Regions from separate parts of the Sus scrofa genome. Here region 1 is linked to region 2. A link is a contact called in public Hi-C data. All regions are on one chromosome and are shown on one strand. The core of a region is the stretch at or near the end of the contact, and the rest is flanking DNA. Distances in the headings are between cores, read along the strand shown. Region 1 overlaps SEC24D (protein transport protein Sec24D). Region 2 overlaps SEC24D (protein transport protein Sec24D).

Region 1 (2,700 bases), core at 37-2,536, 190 kb after region 2:
CATTCTTCATTTGGGTTTAAAGAAGGCACACATTTGGAGTTAGAAAGAACCCAGCAGGCTTGGTTACGTGACTCCTCTCTGTTTCCCTTCAAGGTATCCGGACATTGCACAGTGGGAAGCATATGAGGCCAAAAGACACACTGGAAGATGGGTATCATGTGGCAGTGCATAATTTATGGGGAGCATGAATTCTGGTTTATAAAACATGGCAGATAAATGCTAACAGACATAAAATTAATTTTAAGGGGAAACTTTTTTTCGCATATTATAGGCAGGTGTGTGAATGAAAATAAATTGTAGAAGCTGTGTAGAAGCCACCACCCCGATGCATCCTAGAATACCAATGCATCGTCCAACTCATCTAAACATAACACGATAGCAATTTAAGGCCCTCATAGCCTTCTGTTCTCCTTTTTTTTTAAGGGCCGCACTCATGGCATATGGACGTTCCCAGGTTAGAAGTCCAATCAGAGCTGCAGTTGCTGGCCTATGCCACAGCCACAGCAAGTCCAGAACCGAGCTGCGCCTGCGACCTACGCCACAGCTCACTGCAACACCGGATCCTCAACCCGCTGAGTGAGGCCAGGGATCAAATCTTCATCTGCATGGATACTAGTTGGGTTCGTAACCCGCTGAGCTGCAGCAGGAACTCCCTCTTATGGTTTTCTTAGCTCAGCTGAGGCCATCAGTTTCTCACTTCCATAACCTTTTCAAGACCTTGAATTTTCCAGATTCAGAGATCCGTATGTACTTAAGAGTCTTGTTTAAAAAGAAGTGGCTCTGGCGTAGGCCAGTGGCTACAGCTCCGATTCGACCCCTAGCCTGGGAACCTTCATATGCCATGGGAGCAGCGCAAAGAAATAGCAAAAAGACTAAATAAATAAATAAATAAATAATAAAAAATAAAAAGAAGTGGCTATGTGATGATAAGAAAGTGGGAAAAAATTCAAGCCTTAGTGATATTTTCAGTCCAAACTAAGAAAAAAATCCTGTTGTAATCTGTGTGTTAGTTCACAGCTAAAAATAAAGAATACTGAGTTGTTGGTTTTAAAACAAAAGTCATTACTTCTGTTATTTTGCAAATGAAGTTGTTGTTCATTATGAAATGCTTGAAACCAGAGCATTCCTGTTTATTCAGATACTTCTATTGTCAGTGGTTTAATGGCCAGCCCTATTAATCTCAGGGCAATGGGAGTTCGTTTTCACAGAGATACCAGGCCATATTTGTCCAAGTGTTCAGTGTGTGACTCATAAGTGTTTCTGTGCTATTGGATGACTTCCAGGTCTTTGCCAGAACTAACCTTCTTAGACATTTGAATCAAATTAAGAGTTCCTCGGCCGAGAGCTTAGTGGTGTAGTCTTTCCCTAATACAGTAATCCTCTCTGCTCTGAAGCCCAAACATTAAAGATTACCATGCAAACTCCCCATGGCTGAAGACATTTCTTAATTAAAGGATAATAAATACTATAGCTCATAGTATAGTCCAAGTAACCAATGTATATTTGCTGGCACAATGAAAATTTAAATAGAAAAGCCAGAATTCTTTTTAAAAGAGGTAATTAAACAGGGACAATTGTTTCAATTGTGACAATTTAAAAACACTGGTATTTTTATCCCCTATTTCTCTATAATGATCTAAATCATTAATGTTCTTTGTCATCAATAACTGTGGAAGGGTTAAGAGGATATTTTAGAAAACCCTCATTCTTTCTAAGACATGCTTTTTAATATGGATATTTAGAATATACTGCATTCCAGCTTTACAATATTTTTTTCTCATAGTAACTCCTTTCTTCCCATAGTAAATTTTGAAAACTGACTAAATCGTCTGTGTTATAAAAACAAAATATTTCCTTTCCTATTTTGTTTTTGTTAGTTCCGCCATTCTATTTCCAACATCTGGACCACATTGGAAGAAGACTGGACCACTACGAGAAGCCAGAGCTATCTCTAGGATCTTATGAATATGTTGCTACTTTGGATTACTGCAGAGTAAGTGTTCCCAGGACTTGTGTGTTTATATACAGATGTCAAATACAAGTGCCTAATTTTCACTTGTAATGAACTAACTCTTAATTCACAAACAAAGCATGTTGTGGTGCCATGAGGATGAAGAAATGCCTAAGACACAGATCAAGCCTTCTAGGCTGTGAACATGATTAACAACCAGGCCATCCGCTGCAATGATCTTTTTAAAAACTAAGAAGTGGTGGCAGAAGTATAAAATAATTTTATGTCCCTAGCAGATAGAATATGCTAGGTTCTTAATGCAGCAGTTCCATATCGTACCTCTGACTTGTTTTGTCAGTCATCTCAGAAAAACTTCCCTTCTAAGACAAAAACTCAGCCACTATGGTCAGTAAGACTCTGGGCATGTTTCTGTAGCTCCTCTCTCTACTCCATTTGTCACCTCAGTAATGTAAGGCTCTCAGAATCTCCCTTAGATTGTTTCAGCAGACTGGGATCCTGGGCTCTGGTTTCCTTGCTTTAACATGTAACCATGAGACTATAATGAAACACGATGAATGATTTTAGAGGAGTACAGGGTGGGTAGGAAGGATATAGATATGGAAGATCAAGCAAGATCTCAGGATTTGCCAGCTCTGTAGGATTGAGTAGATTCTTATGGGTTTTATTCCAGAGGGTTTGGACACTGTCTCACAGGTAACAGAGGACCAAAGTGTTGTCTAAGCAGAGTG
Region 2 (2,700 bases), core at 12-2,511:
TTGCTCTCCTTAGGGCAGCAGAGGGCAGTAAAAGCACTGTCAATTAATGACATAAACCTCTTACTGCAATCTGGAGAGAAATGCTATTTCCATACAACTGCATTTTCCATATTAAACACTATACATGTAAGTGGTTCGAAAGATAATACATTTTTTATCTCAGATGCATTTTTGGAGCCATATAGAATGTTTACAAAGTACAATGAGATATCTATATAGCAATTCAGGGGCTTATAGTTCAACTTAATATATCAGAAAAATGTTTTAGAAAATACTACATTGTGACCTTGGTCTAAAATTTACCTAGACAGTGTTGGAGACAGTACAGTTGTGGTAACCCATTAGAGGCAGTGTGCCATGTTGATATTAGCATTGAATTGAAGAGGTCCAAGGGCCCTTGAGGTCAACTAATGATCCAGGCCTCTCTTTTTAACTGACCTGGAAAGTTCACTGGATTCTCTCAACAGGATAGAAGCTAAGCTATAATCAGAACAATAGTCTCCTCATTCCTCTCCTGTTGTATTTTGCCACGAAGTTCTAGGGATCCTAACGTGGAAATGCAGTAGTGTTCAAAATCACTCTGATTTTGTCTCTACCCAAGTTTCATTTCAAGAGGAAAGGAAAAAATAAACCCATTAATACCACACATTTGAAGCTTTACAAATTTCTCTACCTATGGCAAATTGATATATTTCACCATTTTTGAAAGTAGACCTATAACTCCCCAACCTCAATTCCCAAGACTAAGTAGAAGAGGCTGCTCTTTTAACCTCAGGAAACCCACACAAATCTGGTACTCCTTCCTTCTTGGCATGCTCCAGCACTGTATCATGCGTAGAAATTTTACTAAATGAAACCAAAGTTGGCTACTGATGCTTTCTTAGCTGTGACCTTCCAGAGCCTGTGCTTCAATTTGGAAAGTCTGTCCCTCACTTTCCCTGCTGGGTTAGGAATGTCAGCATCAGGGTAAATGCTTAAATGGCATATGGTAAAATAACCTCTGAGAGAAAAAACATCTCAATGAAGCCAGGACACTGCTATAACAGTTACATTGAAATATTTTACTTGGGGACTTTGTTGATCTATCTGGAACAAGAGGTCTGATTGCCTTTAGCAAGTTCAAGGGCTGCCAGTGACTTTCTCCTGAGCCCTGGGGGCAGTTTCTTCCTTCCTTAAAAACACACACTAAGCCTCAGGCTTAATACCTCTTACTTTCATTTTTATGAGTTGCTTTGTTCTTAGCCTGCTTGCTTTGTTCTAAGTTGTAGTCTTTCAGCAAGTCAAGAATCAGGCTGAAATCCCAGAGCAAATTCCTCCAAGGCCAAACAAGGAAATGTTCAACAGTTTTTGGAAACCAATAACCAAGAACATTAGGTTATCTTATTTGGATGTTAATATATTGGATGTCACATGTTTTTCACCAAAATTAGTCATTTTATGGATTAGCTGTGTATCTTCATTACATCATATTCTTTAATAAAGTTTAAAGGTGCGTGAGTCAGGCCAGGTTTTAAGTAGACTTAATTTTTTCTTTTTTTTAATATGAGGTTTTGCAAAGCCAAGTCAAAGGTCATACCACCATAGAGGCTCTGGTGTTAAAAACTTTACTTAGAATGCTATATATCTTATGATTTATTGAGGAGATAGCTAATACTTAAGGGAATTATTCAGAGCTGTACCAAAAACATGGTGAAAAACATGGAACCTCTTTGTATAGAAACCCTCAGGTACTATTCTATATTCATTTTCCCCAGACGGCAAACAGTTCTCTAGAAGTGGATAGGGAATTCCCCACTGTGCCTTTAGTTGAGTTGGCCAGAAAAGGCACAGAGCTTCAGGCCAAGGCCTGCGTGGAGCTTTGTTTTCTTGTTTGTGTGCTGAAATGTATTACCTCCTGGCAAGCATTAGGTGTGGAAACCTGAAGCTAGAATTTTCAGAATCTTGGCTCTGAGGCAAACCCCAGATGACAAAGGGAAGCCGTTTGTTTGGAAAGCCCAGTGTCTGGGAATGTCAGAGCTAAAAGGGCGATAGTAGAGGAAGCTCAGTGAATACCTTATTAACATGGCTACTCTGGTAGGTTTTTTGTTTTTTCAGAGAGAGAAAGAGAAGAAAAGGAACAGACAAAGGGAGGGAGACAAAAGGACACAGTGTAGAGTGGGAGTTAAAATGGGCTCTAAGTTAAAAAACCACTTACTATTTCAACGACTAAACCTCTGTTTTCTGACACATTAAATGGGAGTAATAATACCCATCTAGGTTACAGGGTTGTTCTGAGAATTCATAAATTTAATCTCTGTAAACAGTTTAGCACAGTGTCTGGAACCTGTCAAGTGCGCTCCGTAGAGACTGACTGCTGTTACTGTTATTTTAAAGTAACTGGGAAAGTATGTATCCTTTGTGAGGTGCAGTACCTTAAACAGTCCCCTGTTATTAGCTAATCATTCAGAACCTTGTGAGGAAGGACCTACTCTTTAAGTACATTAGTGGATTCAGGTCCTATAAGAGCCTCATCAATTTATTCAACCTTTAGACAGGTCTGGCAACCGTTTGTTCAGGGTGCACCCTGCCCAAAAGGAATTGTTTGGGGGGAATCTTTCACTTCCCAAGCCCTACACTCCAGATTTGGGTTGCATCATCCCAGAAGAGGCAATATTCTTTTGTAGCTTTGCATATACGTTCAATATGACCTAGCAGCAGCCC

The links. Hi-C and Micro-C count contacts between places; a contact is called where the count stands out from the background.
Region 1: a Hi-C map of retroperitoneal adipose tissue shows a contact between it and region 2, with 2.5 times the contacts expected there. The contact joins two enhancer-like sites. A contact is called at or near these places in 20 of 47 Hi-C or Micro-C datasets (alveolar macrophages, brain, embryonic fibroblasts and 13 more) and 2 of 2 datasets of contacts at active chromatin or transcription factors (alveolar macrophages and skeletal muscle).

The regions. Positions count from the first base shown.
Region 1 is chr8:104,957,550-104,960,249 of Sscrofa11.1, forward strand. It overlaps SEC24D (protein transport protein Sec24D), which reads left to right. Exons shown (of 26, transcript XM_021100700.1): 13 at 1,878-1,993. Among named protein-coding and RNA genes, the nearest start is that of METTL14, 95 kb to the right of the region's middle. Within about 2 kb of position 1,287, at least 33 of the 83 cell types and tissues checked have an H3K27ac peak or open chromatin away from gene starts, as enhancers often do. A contact at or near this core is called in retroperitoneal adipose tissue, where this site is marked.
Region 2 is chr8:104,771,225-104,773,924 of Sscrofa11.1, forward strand. All of the region lies in intron 2 of SEC24D (protein transport protein Sec24D), which reads left to right. The region is part of intron 1 of SYNPO2 (synaptopodin-2); the gene reads right to left. Among named protein-coding and RNA genes, the nearest start is that of SYNPO2, 72 kb to the right of the region's middle. Within about 2 kb of position 1,262, at least 19 of the 83 cell types and tissues checked have an H3K27ac peak or open chromatin away from gene starts, as enhancers often do. A contact at or near this core is called in retroperitoneal adipose tissue, where this site is marked.